Linked DNA regions of Mus musculus: all the other regions are linked to region 3. The links are chromatin contacts, called in public HiChIP or PLAC-seq maps. All regions are on one chromosome and are shown on one strand. Each heading gives the region's core, a stretch centred on a gene start, on an enhancer-like site or on the middle of the called end of the contact. The rest is flanking DNA. Distances are from core to core; before and after follow the strand shown.

Evidence for each region. HiChIP or PLAC-seq counts read pairs in DNA pulled down with a chosen protein or histone mark.
Region 1: a contact with region 3 is called in an H3K27ac HiChIP or PLAC-seq map of microglia, with 6 times the contacts expected there. The contact joins the promoter of Ltv1 here to the enhancer-like site in region 3. A contact is called at or near these places in 2 of 39 promoter capture datasets (embryonic stem cells and liver), 2 of 484 Hi-C or Micro-C datasets (CD4 T cells and olfactory sensory neurons), 4 of 115 datasets of contacts at active chromatin or transcription factors (astrocytes, embryonic stem cells, large pre-B cells and 1 more) and 1 of 9 other capture datasets (adipose tissue).
Region 2: an H3K4me3 HiChIP or PLAC-seq map of bone marrow-derived macrophages shows a contact between it and region 3, with 6 times the contacts expected there. The contact joins two enhancer-like sites. A contact is called at or near these places in 3 of 484 Hi-C or Micro-C datasets (bone marrow-derived DN3 thymocytes, cardiomyocytes and embryonic stem cells) and 1 of 115 datasets of contacts at active chromatin or transcription factors (bone marrow-derived macrophages).

The regions. Positions count from the first base shown.
Region 1 is chr10:13,191,445-13,194,415 of GRCm38.p6, forward strand. Ltv1 (LTV1 ribosome biogenesis factor) reads right to left here and starts at 1,693. Exons shown (of 11, transcript NM_181470.4): 1 at 1,584-1,693; 2 at 664-795. The coding sequence starts at 1,586.
Region 2 is chr10:13,451,984-13,455,116 of GRCm38.p6, forward strand. The region is part of intron 1 of Phactr2 (phosphatase and actin regulator 2); the gene reads right to left. Among named protein-coding and RNA genes, the nearest start is that of Phactr2, 21 kb to the right of the region's middle. Within about 2 kb of position 1,583, at least 21 of the 459 cell types and tissues checked have an H3K27ac peak or open chromatin away from gene starts, as enhancers often do. A contact at or near this core is called in bone marrow-derived macrophages, where this site is marked.
Region 3 is chr10:14,184,991-14,188,132 of GRCm38.p6, forward strand. No RefSeq gene overlaps it. Among named protein-coding and RNA genes, the nearest start is that of Gm51759, 59 kb to the left of the region's middle. Within about 2 kb of position 1,486, at least 48 of the 459 cell types and tissues checked have an H3K27ac peak or open chromatin away from gene starts, as enhancers often do. A contact at or near this core is called in bone marrow-derived macrophages and microglia, where this site is marked.

The DNA of each region.
Region 1 (2,971 bases), core at 443-2,942, 990 kb before region 3:
ATGAGTGTGTATGTGCAGCTAATACACACAGAGGACAAAAGGGAGTAGCAAAACCCCCGGAACAGTTGTTATAGATGGCTGTGACTCTACATATGGGTGCTGGGAACCGAACCTGGGTCCTCTGCAAGAGCAGCAAGTACTTAAACACTGAGCCATCTTTCCAGCATCCCCCAAAATGTTTCCATTATCCATCTTTAACAAGTGTGATGCTAACATAAACCAACCTACTCACGGCCCCTCTAGGATTGCCAAAGCTATCCATGAGCTTGGATGTTCTGTATTTCATGACATGAGAGACGAGGGGGCAAATGGAAGACTACTGTAATATGGGGGAATCCCAAGAGAAAGCAGAGACTGAGCATACCGCCATAGCCTAAATAATACTGTGCAGATGGAGGCTGTGAACTAGTGAACTTGACTAATATTCTATAAGATCTCTTTATTTAATAATCTCAAAGATGCTTTAGCCTGTCAATCAAAATAAATACACAACATCAAACATCAGCACAGAAACTGGAAACTGAGTCACAGCTCTTTTTTTTATTTTTTTAAGAGGACCAACTTCTGAGAATGCCCGGCATGCTTAAGTTCCCTGGGTTCCATGTTCAGGACTACAAAACTACCATTCACCTAAAAACGTAGTGGCTCCAGAACAGGACCTACCTTTTGTGTAGGCAAGAGAACCCTCTGGGGTGCAGTTTCATCTGCGGCTAAAGGATCTCGCTGGCTCCGGTGGACCAGGTGAAAAGACACAGCTTTCTTCTTCTCTATAAAGGGCTTTTTCTTTCTGTGAGGCTACAAAATAATCAGGAAAGGTCAATAAAACAGAACCCCCACACAGTGGGCAACGCCACAGCCACAGGTACACTCAGTTAAGCATGTGGAGGGTGAACAGATATTTCAGATTTGTACACCTAAGCCAGACAGGACAGGAGTCCCTGTCTCCTGAAGGATCCATACTTACCTTCGCCAACAAACCCTGGCTAGGCACCTACTCTGAGACACTTGTTCAAAGGTGCTGGGGAATATGTGGGGCAGTGTGAGAAACTCTCCGCTCTTAGCAAGTAAATCAGTAAGAGGGAAAATCAAACAGGATTTTCAAATCAAAAGCAAATGCCTGAAGTCTCTCTTAATGGGTGCTCTGGGAAGGTCCCCGAAAAGTTTTATCAACAAGACAAGGAGCCTGCCACAAGAAAATATAGACAGACACTTCATCTACAAGGTAGTAAATAAGATTAGGGCACAGACAACTAAGGTTCAGATGATTTACTCCTCGATACATTCGTATTTGCTCTTCAGCTCTGGGTCTAACCAGAGTTGCTACCCAGTGGCCCAAGTGAACCCCGGAAGCAGGGGGCGGAGCTTCTGCGTCACAGGGACGGAGTTACCCAAAGCCTTCAGGACTGGAAACTCCGGGCGTTTGGCGAAAGGGAAACCTTCTTTCTCCTTCCGAAGTGCCCCGGGGGTGACGAAGGTGACTGGTGCCGGGAGAGTGACAGGACTCGGGGCACCAAGCCACGCGGCCAGTGGCCTAAGTCAGCCGCAGGGAGCGGCTCCCTCCCGGAGCACCGCGGTTTTCTCACCATGATGAGGCAGGGACACCCTCTCCGGAACCGCGGCAGCCGAACCGCCGCTCCCCGGTACCTGCCGGCAGCTCCACACGTGGGTCCACAGGGCTAGGGCAGCACGTCACACGATGGCGGGGCAAGGAGCCAATCGCCGGCGAGCCGCTAGGCTGTAGCCGGAAGTTGCGTGAGCCCGCGGTGACAGAACCTTCCCGGGGACTTCCGGGAGGTGGGGCTAGCAGGACCTTCAGTGGGCGGGGCTTTCTGGCTGGAGTTGGTGGCGGCAGGGAGTAGCCTACTTACCTGAGGGCAAGTTTCAGGTTCCAACCTGGGGCTTCAGATATTCCTTACCTGTGCTTAACTCAGAACAAACAAAACAAAAACAATCAAAAACAAACGAAAACAAGACCAAGGCTGTGCAGGTTCATGACAGGAAAGTGGTCACTTCCCTGGCTTCTTCTTCTTCTTTTTTTTTTTTTTTAATATGTTTGTTTGTTTGTTTGGTTGTTTGGTTGTTTGGTTGGTTGGTTGGTTGGTTTTTCGAGACAGGGTTTCTCTGTGTAGCCCTAGGCTGTCCTGGAACTCACTCTGTAGACCAGGCTGGCCTCAAACTCAGAAATCCGCCTGCCTCTGCCTCCCGAGATTAAAGGCGTGCTCCACCACTCCCTGGCCTTCCCTGGCTTCTTGACCTAAGGGGAATCAGTTGCCTAGCAATGTCCAACCAAGGCCTAGCTTCAATAGGCAGAGTCTAACATCTTTAGGGTTTTCGTATTACATCTTTTTGATGAACAACTCCCAACCGTACCTTTAGCACAGTCCATAAGTGTTGGTATTCTGTCTGGACTCCACCCCCACAGATACCTGGCAATTGCCAGGTATTCGCTGCCCCACGGTTACCTGGCAACAGCCAGGTAGACCTGGCCCTATAAAAGGGGCTGCTTGTCTCCCCCTCTCCCATCCTCTCTCATTTGCCTTTCTTTTGCCTCTTGCCCTCTTGCTCCCCATTCCCTCCCCCCCTTGCTCCATGTGTCATGGCCCGCCTCTACTTCACTACTCTCTCCTTCTCTCTGCCTTTCTCTGCCTCGTCTACTTTCTTAACTCCCCTCTCCATGCCCTGAATAAACTCTATACCCCCTTCTCCCAGACCCCGCCAGAACTTATCGTAATAGCTCTTTCTCTTTTTATGATCACAACACTAAGATTATTGGTTTTAGGGGCATTTGATGTAATAAAATAAATTCCGAAGCTCTGATGATTGCATATTTTTTTAAGATGAAAACTAATAAAAACCCAAGGTGGTTTTTTGTTTTTGTTTTTTGAGACAGTGTCTCATGTAGCCCAGCCTTCTGTCCAACTTGAACTACGTATCCTCCTACTTGCATCACGCTAGTGTTGGGCGTATTCGA
Region 2 (3,133 bases), core at 333-2,832, 730 kb before region 3:
GTCTCTCCTAGAAGAGTCCAAGAAATCTGACCTGTTATATAGAGGGGTGGTTGTATTGATTTTTCTACACATAGTTTCTACAAGTGGACAGTTAATGTTTCCCCCAATGTTTTGTTCCTTTCCATTCTCCCCTCTCCAGTTTGACATACAGAATGCAAACTGTTTTCTCTTAGTTTTGGTTTGTCCCTCAATTGTTGTTTTATTATTATTATTATTACTCTCTTAATCTGGCTGCCTTGGCTTTTCGCCTCCAGTTTAGTAGATGTACTGTTCCTGACTGTACGTGGCCTGTGCACCTCAGCTCCCGCCATTAGCTGTTCTCTTTCCTGCCTCATTTCTCATCCCGGACACCAGGAGACAAAAGCCCATATGCGCTTGTGTCTTGAAATCAGTAAGTGGATTTAGAGGAAGAAAATACAGAATGAGCTGGGATTAGATTGTGTTGTAACTGGTACCACAAAATTCTAGTCAGAACTAGAGAATGCTGGGGTTGGGGCATAGCTTGGGTGAAGAAGGACCAGCATTGGAGGAACTGGGTGGAGAGCAACCAAGGGAGTTTGGTGATTTTCTACTGACAGAAATCTACAAGCACATCCCTTCATGAAATCAATTCTTTAAACTCGTGAGTTTCCGTCTTCTTCTCTACGGTTGCTTCACTGCTTCAACAAAATGCTGCAAGCAGAATTACTAAGGGTAAAAGGTTCAATTTCTTATTTTCTCTCATTTTTCTTTTCTTTTTTTTAATTAATGTTCTTAAAAATTAATCGTGGAATATAAACTTGAGAAAACAGGGTGTTTTGTTTGGTTTGTTTTGGTTTGGTTTTTCTTTTAAAGCTAGACGTTAAAGTGTCCTAAAATCTTTTGCATCTGTGACAAGATTATATGTCATGAAAGCATTCTGAGGTGATGATTAGATTTCATCTCTTTGGGGAGGCGGGTGATGGAGGTAGGCGTTGATGTCAACATTGTACCAAAGCAGCAAGACTTGCTCAAGTAGGAAATAGAAGTCTCTCAAATGGTATGGAGACAAGTCTGTCTGACCAAGTCAATTTTGGCCTTACAATGGAGGGGTATATTTTTCCTGTTCTTCCATTAAAGCTCTGAAATTAAAGATAAAAACTGGAATCAAAAAGGGGGGGAACAGATAGTTGTACAAAACAATTATAAACTCTCTCTGTTGGGAGCTATGGAGGGAAAAAGGGACCAGAGATTCCTGGGCATAAGTCTTTAACAGTCAGTTGAACTGGTTGTCTTGAAGCTAATGCTGCTAAGCTTTGAGCAAGGGAGGCAAAGAAACCCCGAAGCAGCTGGTGTTAAAATCCTCCAGTTCGGGCTTCTGAGTAAGCAATGTCTCCAGATCTGCAGGACAGCCAGGATTCCAATGCCAGAACTTTGCTCCCAGCGAGGTGATGCCCTACCTAGCTCGCCCTCAGGAAAAGCTCCTCAATTTCACAGGTGTTCCCAGTAATGTGACCCGACCGAAAAGCTCTGTTTGCTGAGTTAAAATTAAGCTCTGTGGGCTCGTGTTTGGCACGCAGACCAGCAAGGCAGGAAGCCTCCCACACTAGAAAGGAAAGATAAGAGTTATCAAAGCCAGAAGATTTTGTTTTTTTATTGAAGGGCATTTCAAAGCAAAGTATAGACATATATGGCATGTTTGTAGATCCTCTCTGAATGTATATAAATATGTGTGTTCACACATCAAAACTCGTTTCTTTCCTGAATAACAAAACCAACAAAGTGAAAGCAATTGAAAAAAAAGAGAAGTACTTCCAATTCGCAGAGCAGCCAAAGGATTATTTATTACCCTCTAGACATCAAGAGCTAAGAAAGGATGCAAGAGATTCCACTGAAGGACCTCTGATGCCGAGAACACAAACGGCTAACCATCAAATCATTCCTAATGTCCACAGTGATCAGAGAAACGCAAATCAGAAATGTGATTTTTTAAAATTAATTAATTAATTAATTAATTAATTTTGTTTGTTTGTTTGTTTGTTTGTTTGTTTGTTTTTGCCTCCTTCACTGGTGTAACAAAAATCCTTCTCTGGGCTCAACTTCACTTAGGCCTTCTCCTGACCCAATATCCATCAATCAACTTGAACACTGAAGGAGCAGAGATGCCTTATTTGGAACCCGGGAAGTACAGTTCCGGACCCACGGATTAGCCAGCTCGGGAGGAGCACCGGGAAGACACTCTGATTGGTTCTGATCGGGCTTTTCAAGAGAAAGAGAAGCTGAGAGCCAAGAAAGCTTCTCCAGTTGTGCAGGGAGAAAAATGAGAGATGTAGACAGGAGGAGCTGTCCTAGACTGAAACTGTGCATCAGTGGGTCACACTCCCAATGGGTGTAAAGTCACTTGGTGGTGGCAGTTTGCTGGGCTGAAATCTCCAATAAAAAAATGATAATGTGCCCTTCTGGTTGGCCCCAGCACAGGGTCACCTTGGGCACAGAGTTGGCAGACACCCCCAAGGTCCCCAGAGCACTCTCCACAGGATCTTAGACCTCAGGTGAGTGGAACACAACTTCTGCCAGGAGGCAGGTTCCAACGCCAGATATCTGGGCACCTTCCCTGCAAGAGGAGAGCTTCCCTGCAGAGAGTGCTCTGACCAATGAAACTCAGGAGAGAGCTAGTCTCCCAGGTCTGCTGATAGAGACTAACAAAATCACAAGAGGAACAAGTTCTAACCAGAGACAACTATAACAACTGACTCCAGAGATTACCAGATGGCGAAAGGCAAACATAAGAATCTTACTAACAGAAGCCAAGACCACTCACCATAATCAGAATGCAGCACTCCCACCTCACCCAGTCCTGGGCACCCCAACATACCCGAAAAGTTAGACCTGTATTTAAAAGCATATCTCATGATGATGATGATAGAGGACATCAAGAAGGACGTTAATAACTCACTTAAAGAAATACAGGAGAACACTGCTAAAGAGTTACAAGTCCTTAAAGAAAAACACGAAAACACAACCAAACAGGTAGAAGTCCTTAAAGAAAAACAGGAAAACACATCCAAACAGGTGATGGAAATGAACAAAACCATACTAGACCTAAAAAGTGAAGTAGACACAATAAAGAAAACCCAAAACGAGGCAATGCTAGAGATAGAAACCCTAGGAATGA
Region 3 (3,142 bases), core at 236-2,735:
ACTGGAGTCTCTCAGCTTCCCTTGGGGGAAGAGTTTGCTCTTAGACATTTGCTATTTGAGCTCCAAGTGTGTGAAATCGGCTTGTACCCCGTCTGGCACCTGCAGAACCTGCAATCACTTTTCATCTCTGCTTTTCTTATTATTCCATATTTAACAAGCCGCTGTTAAGGCAAATGACAGACAGTTTTTCCGATGCTGTTGTGTGGATATGAAGTTTTCTGCTATTTTGTTCCGGTTGTTCATTTGTTTCTGGTTTCTGGTACCTTGGACTCTGGACTTGGCTGTGTGTTTGTTCACTTCTAGAGCATCCCGGTTTTGTGCAATGCTTCTGAAGAGGCTTTGTTTCTTCTTGCTTGCAGCCTCCCTGCTGACTGTGGCAGCTGAGCCCTGGAGTGAGCGTCTAACACAGGAATAAGATGCAGTTTTTCTTACTTTTCAACTTGAACCTTAAATCAAAAACCCCAGAGGCCAGGTCCCAGATGGATTGCTTTCTCTTTTATTCCTAGTAATGGTGCGGCCTCTGCAGGAGGTGACCTACTTTTCTCACACACCATTACTCTTATATTTTGACCCATCTACAGGTACAAAGTCTCTATGATTTTTCCTATCCTGCGAGCATGATCCAAAAAGCACTCCCCCAAACTCCCAAACCAGAGAAACCATTTTCTCATAATTTCTCTTACTTATTCCATCTATTGCCACAACATATATCTTGTAATTGGTTACATTATGTACAGGTAATATATATTGCATACATATATAAAATCTTAGAGGTGCTTGTCATTACACAAATAACTAATGTCAGCTAAAATAGCAATATTACTGCCCCAAAGAAAAACTTGAGTTCAATGGAACTAGCGGGAAATGTAGAGAGGATATCTTGTGTATTGTATGGATGCCTCATCCTTGAATTAAAAAACCGGTGACCTACAGGAAAGGGTAGAATAGAAGGTGGGTCATATGGGAGGCAGAGGGGGTTCTGGGACAGAGTCAGGCACTGGAGATTTACCCAGGAAAACATGACGGAGAGAGATACATGGTACCAATCAGCCATGTCAAAGAATGTAGATTAGAATAAATGGGTAAATTTAAGTTACGATCTAGTCAGAGAAGAACATAACTTTATAGACAAGCTGTTTATAAGTAAATTTTGAGTTTTACTTGTGGGAACATGGAGAAGGGAGGCAGAATTGCCATAACTTCAACAATGAACTTATTTCATGGTATTTATTCTTTCCTCATTATCACTAACAGAGAACACTCTACTGTATGCTAACCGTTCACTGACAGTTCTTCAGGTCTCACAGAAAAGAGACCTGAGCATTACGGCAAGAGTCATAAAGGCGAGCATAGCATCGTGCCAACTGCAGAGCCAATCAGGGGAAGTCACGCCTTTGGGATGCCGGGAAGATGCGGACAGTGAGAAGAGAAAGGGGGGGAAGGAGGTTAGGGCTTACTCTCCAACAGCCAGGCCAGCAGAAAACAGAAGTAGCTCCTCCAGGGTGCAGATTGAAAGTAGAGGTGAGAGTTGGAGGGGAGAGGCCACTGGTGAGCTAATAATAACCTCAATACATCAGAGGCACAATTCTTCATGTGACCGGGATAGTAACAATTCTTTTAAGAAAAGGTTTTTAGGGAGCAGAAAAGCAGCCATAATAACAGGATGCTGGGTTGTGACAAGTGGGGGTTTTGCCACCTAGACACTCCCAAGATGGTCAGACAAATGCATGTAGTCACTCACTCATTCACAGCAGCCCGGATTTTAAAAGAGGAAGAGGTTTGCTACTTCTCGATTCATTCCTCCCAGAGAAGGAAGCCGGCCCTGGTGGAAGCCGGAAAGTGGAGTGGGGTCATGAACTGGACACCCCCATTTCTCAACCATTTGTTTGACTCTTCTCGATGTCTTTGAACTCTTCTCACACGTTGTTTCCTACGTTTATAACTGTGAGAAGACTGTAAGTGTAACACTTCTCACACTTATAAACATAGGAAACAACCTGTGAGAAGACAGAGTGCAAGGCAGGCTCTGAGTTTTGCCTTCACCTATCTTTGAGAATTTAGAGAAACAGTTTAAAGTCTCTGGACCTCAGTCTCTTCAGCTAATGTATGATGTTAGCGGTCCTTAGTTAAGGAATCCAGTTCCAGGGCTAGTATCCAGTTCCTGCCACACAGTAGTTGCTCACTAAAGTTTTACTAACTAAATTTTGAGCATTAGAAATTCTAAGAAATAAGAGAAACTATGAAACCAATTTTCTAAGGTTATGTTCCCAGGGTGTTGGAAGCAGTTTATTCTGTCAGTGTTTGGGAGAAGATATGAAAGTCTACAAATAGGAGAAAAGCTATCAGTTATCTTAACACCTGCTTTATCAGTCTGTAACCAAATCTGGAGAGACTGCATTTCGTACTGCAAAGGGACCCAGGCGAGTTATCCCTAGTTAGGGAACTTTGCCACAGTGAATGGTCAAGTTGACAATATCAGCAGACAAACCCCATAGCCTCTGGAGTGAGTTGAGATTAGCCATTCTCCTGACCCCAGACAATGTCAAGGATTCTCAATACTACTTTATGATTTTAGGCCCTAGAAAACAGTGTGTAACTCTGCAGTGTCCTTATTCACATCACACTCTAAAAGACACTGGTATTAAAAGTGAAACACTGAAGATTTACTTGGGAGGTAGTATATCTCTGTCTTCAGCCAGTTTCTTAATCTCTAGCAGGGAATGTTTCTATATCATATGGCCAGCATCAGTCAGTTTTATTTCTGTTTGCTTCTTTCCCTTTTCAAAACTTACGTTTACTCTCAAAGTTAGCAGCAGGGCCCATGTGGAGCCAAAGTGACATTTTCTTCACACTTGTGACAGTGGCACCTGGCACAGTGGCATGCATTTGTAATTCTGGCCCTTGGGAAGTGGAGGTTAAAGGATGAGAGATTTGAGGTCATGCTTGGTTACACAGTGAGTTCGAAGTTATCCTGGGTTGCATGTGATCCTGTGTTAAACTAACAAGCCGCTGTTGCAGACTGTACTGAGAAATACCTGCCAGTTTAGCGGTAGATGTTTTGTGATTACTACTCCAATCTGACACAGAAGTAAAGAGTCCCTGATTGTCTCTTCTTGTTTCTGGGGCTGAGCTGGTTCCCTTT